2 separate regions of the Mus musculus genome follow, and region 2 is linked to region 1. The links are chromatin contacts, called in public Hi-C maps. All regions are on one chromosome and are shown on one strand. Each heading gives the region's core, a stretch centred on a gene start, on an enhancer-like site or on the middle of the called end of the contact. The rest is flanking DNA. Distances are from core to core; before and after follow the strand shown.

What was found. A called contact is a pair of places that touch in the nucleus more often than the background predicts.
Region 2: a contact with region 1 is called in a Hi-C map of the N1E-115 cell line, with 7 times the contacts expected there. The contact joins two enhancer-like sites. A contact is called at or near these places in 1 of 15 datasets of contacts at CTCF or cohesin (the NIH/3T3 cell line), 7 of 484 Hi-C or Micro-C datasets (the HL-1 cell line, the N1E-115 cell line, brain and 4 more), 2 of 115 datasets of contacts at active chromatin or transcription factors (embryonic basal ganglia and embryonic stem cells) and 1 of 9 other capture datasets (embryonic stem cells).

Annotation. Positions count from the first base shown.
Region 1 is chr14:77,134,419-77,139,104 of GRCm38.p6, forward strand. No RefSeq gene overlaps it. Among named protein-coding and RNA genes, the nearest start is that of Enox1, 20 kb to the right of the region's middle. Within about 2 kb of position 2,538, at least 2 of the 459 cell types and tissues checked have an H3K27ac peak or open chromatin away from gene starts, as enhancers often do. A contact at or near this core is called in the N1E-115 cell line, where this site is marked.
Region 2 is chr14:77,623,281-77,627,966 of GRCm38.p6, forward strand. The region is part of intron 13 of Enox1 (ecto-NOX disulfide-thiol exchanger 1); the gene reads left to right. Among named protein-coding and RNA genes, the nearest start is that of Gm52115, 29 kb to the left of the region's middle. Within about 2 kb of position 2,266, at least 16 of the 459 cell types and tissues checked have an H3K27ac peak or open chromatin away from gene starts, as enhancers often do. A contact at or near this core is called in the N1E-115 cell line, where this site is marked.

The DNA.
Region 1 (4,686 bases), core at 1,288-3,787:
TGGTTAAGTGGTATGGTTCCGAGTCATTTATTCAGCAGTTGCTCATTCAATAAGTACATATCCGTATAACACAATATGATGTACACTGTTAGTCCTTTTTCTCTTTTATCTCACACCCTACTGTGCTAGTAAGACTTGAAAAAGTACCCTCAACACAGAAAAGATGAATATAGTGAAATTCCCAGTATGTCCTGAATTTTCTGAAAAATTAACATTGGCTGACAATATTTGGCTGAAAAAGAAAACAAAGATTATGTCAAACCAGAGCTTCTGTGTGCTGGAACAGCCATAGTTTGCCATGCTGGGTGGAGTCGGTGAGGCTGGATAGTGTGTAATGGGGAAGGAGGAAGAAAGAATCTTTGAGTCAGAGATTCAGTGAGGAGAGAGTAGGGTAAGGGGCATGCCTCTGAGGAGCCACAACGTTGCCCCGTCTGCTAATAGCTAGAAGCAGGTTTAGCCATCAGGTTGTTTCAGACAAGAAATCAACCACAGCATTCCTTGTTATACAGTGGTCTGTGAATATTACTTCCTACAATAATTCTGTCAGACTGTACTTCAAACATGACATCTTAAAAGGTTGCTGTACTCTGCATCATTAAGCTTATCCCGTCCACACGGCAACCCTCAGCTGAGTAACCTATTGCTTCAAGTTAAAGGGGAGCACACTAACTTTGGAGCAGGGAATGAGGCCTATAACAGACCCAAACTTCTTTCGTTTTGAAGTCCTAAAACATGCAAAGTAAGTATTACGAGATGGTTAAAAAAAAATGTGAAGTTTTCACATAATATCAAATGGCAGTCAATGGATTTACACTACCTCTAGAATACAAAAAGAAATAGTGAGGAGTTTTGCTTTTGATAAATGATTGAACAAAACCTGTCAGGGTACATCCTCTACCCCGAAATATGCAGCAGGTCACACATAATGACAGCGTGGCCCTGAATCACAAAGCCTCTGATAGTTGGTAGGTTGTAAGAGACCTCAATAATTCATTGAGGAATCTATTCAGCACCCCAGATCTCCAGGTTTCCTCACAGAGAAGATGGGGTGTAGTTTGGCTCAGGCCTACTGCGGAATGGCTTCAGATGATGGTTGTGATGAGGAGGGAAGGGGGTACGAAGGCATCCCAGGGCAGCACCTGTAGTTCAGAGGAGCAATGCGTATGGAAAGAGGCCACACACTCTCTACAGACAAAAATCAGTGAGCTATGACTGTCTCATCTATGTTTGGTGACTGTTTCCCCCCCATCACTTGGACATATTTCAGATGGCTTTCCCAGCATTACTGGCCATTTTGAATCACAGTTCTAGTATATCTTTATAGAATTCTAAATATAACTCGGACTCTCCCTTTCTTTCAGTTAAGGGTTGACCCTATGATTTGTTGGGCTGTGAAGAGTGGGGACTGAAAAACTCTTCCTAACTGCTGTCCTCTAAATCCCAGCTTCAGGCATCACCAGGCTCCTCCCACCTCATTGGAGGGGGAAGGCTGGGATTTCAAAAGCAAGGGCCCATTCACTTAACTTGTGTTGTTTATAGATCTGTCTGGAAGGTCATAAGAGCGTTGCCTCTCTCCTCCCCTCTGCATGGTTAGGTGTTTTCCCCATGGCCACTTCCCAGCTCCCTTGGCTCCTCCTCTGCCCTGGTGATGCTGCACAGATTTCCAGCCCAAGACTTTTTATTTCAGCCCCTGCGGGTTATTGGCTCCCCTCTAGTACACACTTGGTACTAGAAGAGTCTCAGACCAGTGACACATTCGCTGGCCTACATTGCCATAGTTGTAGAACAACTTGATTTCCACTGTCTATTAAGAAGCGGAAGAAGGAGTTTTCTTTTTCCTCGTCATCTTCCTTTCCATTACAAGTGTGTGTATCTAAGGCTGGCCTGGGACTCTTTATGTAGCAAAGGATGACCTTGACTCTGAATTCTCTTAACTCCATCTCCCAAGTGCTGGGATTCCAGGCATGTACAATCAACTTATTAGAGCCAGGCAGGGATCAATCAATCCCCAATATGTTATGCACACTTAATGAACACCAAACCGAGTGTCATTCTTAACCTTGAAGGGATGTTTTTAGCCAGTTTGTAACCTTAAAAATTATGAGAGCCAATGAAGAAATTCTAGTTTTTCACTCAGGTGCTTAAGTATTTTTGTTTGTTTCTTTTTGTGGCACTAGGGACTGAACACATGCCTAAACAATAGCTCTGCCACTGAGCTGTGTCCAAGTCTTTTTTATATATTTAAATTAGAGGACAGGGTCTAGGTTGCCTACACTGACCTTGTATTCCCCCTGTAGCTTATGCTCTTCTTGAACTTGGGATCCTTCGACCTCAGCCTCCAGAACGGTCAGAATTACAAGGCAACACCACTGGGCCCCTCTTAGAATTTTCTCTGTGGGGTAGAGAGAAATGGCTTCCTCTCCCCTCTCATCCTAAGCTGACTCTTTCCTCCTCCTTTCCTGCACACCCCCTCCCCCATTTATTTCCTGTCATTTCATCAGAAGTCTGAAAATTTCAAGTCACTGTTAGTTACTAATTGTCACCAAGCTGGCTCTGCTCATCAGGTATGTTCTAGGCTTTCCCTTGTCCCCGAAATGGCTGCAGAAGATCATTATGCTTTGACAGCTACTTCCTTTCTCTTGATCTTCTAAGTTAATTTAGAAGCCAGCAAGGAAGCCCTTTGTTCTGCTCTGGGGGGAGGGGGGAATCTGGGCATTTATCCAATATTAATAACCTTGGTAAAGGAGCAGGGATCCACACCTAAAAGCATATGATGCTACCGTGTCACTGCCGTCCACTTTATCTCTCAAGTGCTGCTGGGTCAAAGGCAAAGAGCAAAGAGAAGGAACCTACACAAAGGAGCCTGCTAATTAAAAAGAAAGCGGCGTGGTTGGGGGCCTCTTGCGAATCCCTCACCTGTGCCTCCTGTCTTTTCCTCTTTCTGACTTATCAAATCTTTTTGTTATTTTTTTTTTCAGTTACACGTCTGAATCTTTAGCGTGGCAACAAAATTTAAACCTAGCAAATTCTGATAAAATTATTAAAAAAAAAAATAGAAAGGGATTTAAAAAAAATAAAGCAGATGAAAGAAGTGGCTGTCCTTAGCTTGCACAAGTATACGTTAGGATGGTGAAATGGTTTCCTATCATTTTAGGTCAGTAGTGGATTTGTCTCTCCAAGACACATCCTTCAGTTAGTTAGGAATTCTTTTACAATTGTGCACACAGTTCCCTGTGTACATGTACCCCATGTGCCAGTGAAACTGGGAAATAACAATGTCCATTCTTTAAATGGTTCAAAAACACATTTTAAACCAATTATGCATTCCATACTCGCTAATTTTTCCTGATAAGCTAGATGTTAGACATGTAGATTTTATGTTATTATCATTCCCATTGATTACCGACCAAGATATTAGTGTTCTAGTCGTGTTGAATGCAATTGAGCCATTTCAAATTATATAGGAGGGTACTCTTTCTTAATGTGAGTCATTTTATCCTAATGAAGTCCATTATACACACATTTATTTGCCATTCCCATATACCCCAGACACTTTGTGTACCAAGCAAGATATAGCAGTAGGCTGAGAGTTATCCCACATTATTGTAGTCGGTGGCAATTCACATCTAAAATCCTGGCAACAGAGCAAAGCGGGCAGTAACCCAGTTTGATACAGTCATTGGCCTCATCATGGGCTGGGCAGGACATCTGAGTGGGGAGAAAGGCTCTAAATTCTGCCTAAGTTACATTCCCCTAAAAAAAAAAATCACATCTCCTAACTTTGATTCTACCAACAGTAGATGTTGACTGAAATGCTTTGGAAGACAGGGGACGTGGGCAGAAAGTCTCAAGGTTGTGTTTTAGCAGAACTATTTCACATCAGTTTATAATTTATACAGTAACTAGGCAAGTTTGTTAACTTGTTTTGGGAAACTCAAACCTTGAAACTTTAAAGTAGCCAAGGTCTCTAGTTATTTCCAGAAGATATCAGAAGTAGGTCAGAGTATAAGCTTATTGTACATTGTGTTTATGTAATTTATTTTATTTTATTTCAGGAAGTCTATATCCCTGTTTTCTTGATTTTTGTAAATAACTGAACTCATATGCATTAATTTTTAACCTGCAAACCTTCACCTGGGATTGTAGGCCAAGTGTGAGGAGAAAGGCAAAGCAGGATCCCTTAGCAGAGCACAGTATAAATCAGAAAGCCGAGGGTTCTCCATGTCTCCTGACATTTGGATCACCTAGGAACATGTTTAAAACATTAAGTCCTTGGCAATGTTACAGGCCAAATGACTCAAACTGGCTTAGGGAACCGGAGCACGGCCATTTTACAAAGTCATGTTTCTAATGCATAGCTAGAGTGGAGATCCACTGGACCAGATCCACTGGCCATGTAGAAGAAGGCATGGCTATGACTTTGAGACACTCTGAAGAATGGGTGGAACATGTTCAGAGAATGAGATTGACTGTCAGGTCTCTATAAGGGAAAGCCTGCTGGCCCATCCTGAGTAGTAGAAGAGGCTGCTGGATCTCCAAGTCAGAAAGGCTTGGTCTGGGGAGTGACTGCGCCTGCCACCTGAGACATTTCCCATCTGTGACTCTGCAGTGACAAATCTTCAGAAGATACAAAAGTCCTACATGTGTCTAACTTATTACTTTGCACTGTTTCCAGGACTTTCATTA
Region 2 (4,686 bases), core at 1,016-3,515, 490 kb after region 1:
TTTAGCACTGGGATGTGCTGACAGGTATCAGTGCCCTCATCCCCTTCTGCTTTGAGGTTCCATTGTTCATCTAAGTACAGTTGGTGGCATCAAGTTATTAGACCCGGACCAGACATCATCCTGACCAGGTAACCACCTACTAATGAAAAAGGGACTTGAAAGAAGTGACTATTTTCTTCCTCTTCTTCAGAAATCCCCCTTGCCATCACATACTTATCTTGTACTTCGAAGCCCTGGCAATTGATGTTTAAAGCAGCCTATTAATTGTTATTACATGAAGTGTTCCATAGCTTTGAGATGTTTCCCTTGTACATCACTGAGTAGTTCTGATACTTGGAACAGACTCATGATCAGTAGCTGTGCTGCCCCGTCTAAGGATGCAATGTGTCAAACCTACTGAGAAGTTTTTTGAGGAAGAAAACTTTTTGATTTAAACTCCAAACATTAGCAGAGAAGTAGAAAGAAACAGATCTAAGGCAACAGTTGCAAGGCAGAGTGTTAACCACAGTGCATCCAGCAGGACATTGTAAGTCCCACAGTGAGTCTTTCCTGGGTCTCCAGTGTCTGTGTCCCAAAACCCTGGATTTCCACCTGGGCTGCCTTGAGTCTGCATAGCTTAAGGCAGTTGTATACATTCCCATTGCCCAGAATTACTTTAAGAATTTTAAATATCTCATTATATTATTATATACACTATACTAGACTATTGTTTAATGCTATATCAGATCAGACTTGGGAAAAGAATCATGACTGAGAGATTTTAAATGGCACAATAGAAAGTTCTCAGAATAGTTGCCAAGTGATTAAAAACACTTACAAAATGGCATATGTGAACAACTCCAAATACATGCTTATATATGCATTATGTTCACAATTTATATGCTATGAGGAGATCTATAGGGAAATGGGTGAAAATATTTAGTATCTGTAAAAGATTACAATTTGTTTTTTTTTCTTTATAAATGATTTTTGTTCTTTCCTCTTTGTGTACTCTGAAAATGACTATGAGAGGCACGTGTGTTACATTAATAATACTGTAATGAATATTGACTTTTACATTATGAATCACAAAAAAGTTAACCAGGTATCAGGCTCAGTACTGGACCCAGCAAACTGTTTTTAAGTCCATTCTAACAAAAATAACTGTTCAGGAAGTTGTCACCATCCCTCGTCTGCTTGAGTGCTATTTCCTTGGAGAGTCTACTATCTGGGTGTAGGCAGAAAGAAGAAATGATTTGAAGAAATGCTAGGGGTGGATGAAACACACACACACACACACACACACACACACACACACACACACACACACACAGAGTCACCGCCAGTGCTCTGTCTCCTAAGTCTCTGGAGCAATAACGGGAAAAGGAAGGCTACTCTGAGCTCTGAGCATGCGCGAACCCTCAATGGCGGACCTGAGCTGCCATCCTCATCCTCTTCGGCTGCCCTTTGATTTCTCATCTTTTTTCCCCCGCCCCCAGGGCCCGGGAGAGCCCACAAGGCCATCAGTGTATTGATTCAACATCTAATTTCAGGGCTTATTGAAGTGCCTCTCCCTGTCTCCCTGCTCCCAGGGTTTTTCTTTATGAGATATGCCTCTAAATATATCTTAAAAATAAAAGTCTGAGGGAGAACACACGTGGCAATATCAATCTTACTGCAGTTCCCACACTCAGGGCAGGCTGGCGCTGGAGGAGGTCTTGAGAGCAATATGTTTCCCTTCTCCCCAATATTCTGAATCTAATAAGGACCAAATATTGAGTCTTTGTGCCCCCAATAATAAGCTGAATTGTTTAATAAATATAAGAAGTCAATAATGGATCTTGTTGAGTTACTGTAATTATGAGTCGTGAGGTGAAATCTGATCTATTTGGCCTAGTCTTTGCAGGGCAAGACATGAGCTTTCTTTCTTGTCGTAGTGACTTACTGACCAGTTTCTATCTTATCTTCATACCGGATTCTTCTAGTATGGTTTGTGTAATTCTGGAAACCACGCCTTTCCCTGGCCTCAGCTCCTTGCCTCTGTGAATTATCTTACGCATTGTCACAATACAAAGCAGTGACAGATTTAACAACATTTACTGAATCCTTACAGTGTGTCTGGGACCAGGGCTTTTGTCTGGAAGTGCCAGATTAAAGGGGAAATTACTAACGTCGTCTTATAAGACTAATTAAGACTCGGTCCCTGAAGTGAAAGTATTGCTCATAAATTCTAGAAAATCTTTACAGCCTGTTGTCAGTCCTCCCTTCCCTAGGAGAGAATCCACACAGTTGTGCTTTGCTGTGCAGTCACAGTTACTACCAAAAGCCAGCCGAGAAACGGGGAGCAATGAGAGAGTCTGAAAAATGTTTGCTCAACTCAACTTTGTGAACACCAGAGAAACCTTTGTGGGCATTTAAGCTGATACAGGGCGGGCCCTCCTGAGAAGGGAGAGCCTCTCACCCTTGTGCCCACTACAGGGTCCTTTTCTCTCCAGGTGCCCCAGCATTGTTTACAGTGGGCTTATTGGACAGATAAGAAACTACAACTAAGAACTAATTTCTTATCTCTCAGAGGGACATTTTAAATCTTCATCTTGAGCCAAAGATGATGAAAGCAAAGACTATGATTTTCATATACTTCACAATATTTTTATATTTTTCAGATAAGGACCCTGAGATCTCAGGGACATTTCATGATTTGTCCCAAGTCTGATGTCTGAGAATTGGTATCAGGCTTCCAACCCCCTCCCCCAACTCTGTCTGTATAAGTGTACATCTTGTGCGTGCCCTTACTCGCCAGCAAAGCAGACTCCACAACAGGATCCTTCTGCACACGTTTATTGGGAGAGCTTGATTGCAGAGGCGAAGAGACCCCAAGCCCAGAACTGGTGCTGCTTATATAGGCCTAGGAGAGGCATGTCTCACACCCGGATTGGTTATGCATGGGTTATGCTTACCACCTCATTTGCATGTCTCACATCTGATTGGTTAACTTCTTTCTCATCTGATTGGTTAACTTATCTCTCATCTGATTGGTTAACTTGTCTCTCATCTGATTGGTTAATTCTCAAAACCTCTTCTTGGCAAAAAACTTTACTGCCTATGTATGTGTGGTGGCCAGCGCCACCCTGCAACGGCACATGTGGCTTCCCACATGTACACATAGAGGCCGGAGGACAACCTTGGCAGTTGGTCCTCAGGCATCATCCATTTTGGTTTGTTTGCCCCTCACCTCCACCCTCCACTGGCATAAACCTCACCCAGTATGCCGGGCTGGTTGGCTAGCCAGAGAGGTCCAAGGATTTAACCATCTATGTCTCCCCATGTGTAGGGGTCACAGGCATGCAGTGAAATACCTCTCTGTTTGCTTGTTTTAACATAGGTTCTCAGAGATAAAAACTCAGGGCCTCATGTTCACAAGGCAAGCCCTTTCTTTACCTCCTGAGCTTTCGTCCTGCCCCTCCACCTTTCCATCTCTGACCCACTAGTGCCTCTCTCCTTCACAGAGTCCATGTCACCTGCACTCCAGTAGCGACAGGGACGGCAGTATAGGCGGGGTGTACAGAGAATGATGGCATTTCTCTCACATCCACTGCTCCTCAGAAGTACGAGGCAGTCCCCCAGACTACTTCCCCTCTTTTCTGTGGCATTCCGCTTTCCTAACTGTGTATCAGAGGCTCCATATGTAACTCCGCGGGGTTGAATGAATGAGCTGTCCTTTCAGGTCATTAAATCCTGAGCAAACAGGGGAAGGTAAAGGACGAAGCTGACAAAGAACAGCGAGGTTGAAATGAGAGGTAGGGTAAAATTACCACAGATGAAAAATACATCTATAGTTGATTTTTTTTTTAAATTTTTTGAGGGGGGGGAGTGTGAAAGTTGCTAGGTCCTTGGGCTTTTCAAATAGAAATTAACATTTAAATTAGACTCTTTCTTTCAGCCCCTGCCATGTAACATTTAGGCTCCTAAGGAATATTCTAATTGATGCCGGATCATCAGCCCTGTGTTAACAAAGCCCTTTATAGAAGCTCTCCACAGCACTTTCTCTTGTGTTCAATAAGAAGCCGAGTAACAAGAGAGGGCCTCCTCCAAGGAATTCTTTTAACCTCTCAGAAACAAAATATTTCATGCTAATTCCTGCTTAATTGGAAGGAAGTCTTTTTTTTTTCCTTTTTTTTTTTTTTTTTTTTTTTTTTTTTTGTAAAAAGAATACCATTGATTGGGTTTGAAGCCTGTTCCACTTCTGACCTCTTTATTTTAATCAAGGTCACCTAATAAACTTGCCCAAACAGCTCTAGTTCTCAATTAAAAAAAATAAAGTAGCACACTTTAAAAGCATTTAGTGTGTGATTAATTGTGCTGAACTGGGGATTCAGCACTCGCAAGGGCCTTTGTGGGGAGAGTGGAACATTAGTATCTGAAAAATTATACCCATCAGAAACTCAAAAAAAAAAAAAAAAAAAACCCACCTGTCTGGGTGAGGATTCAGGGAAAGTTGTTATCATACCCAATAGGAAAAGAGTTTTAATGCCTGAACTACTCTGTTCAATGGAAGAAAGGCAGCTAAAGTGGCCATGCAGACAGTTTATAAAATGCACCCTGCTCCTCCTGGCCAAGGACTCGGAGAAGATGGAGCTGTCCAAGCCAGGTTTCTTGGGAGCTCACACTCTGGCACTAGAAAGCAGTGTTCTTAGAAGACTGAACTTA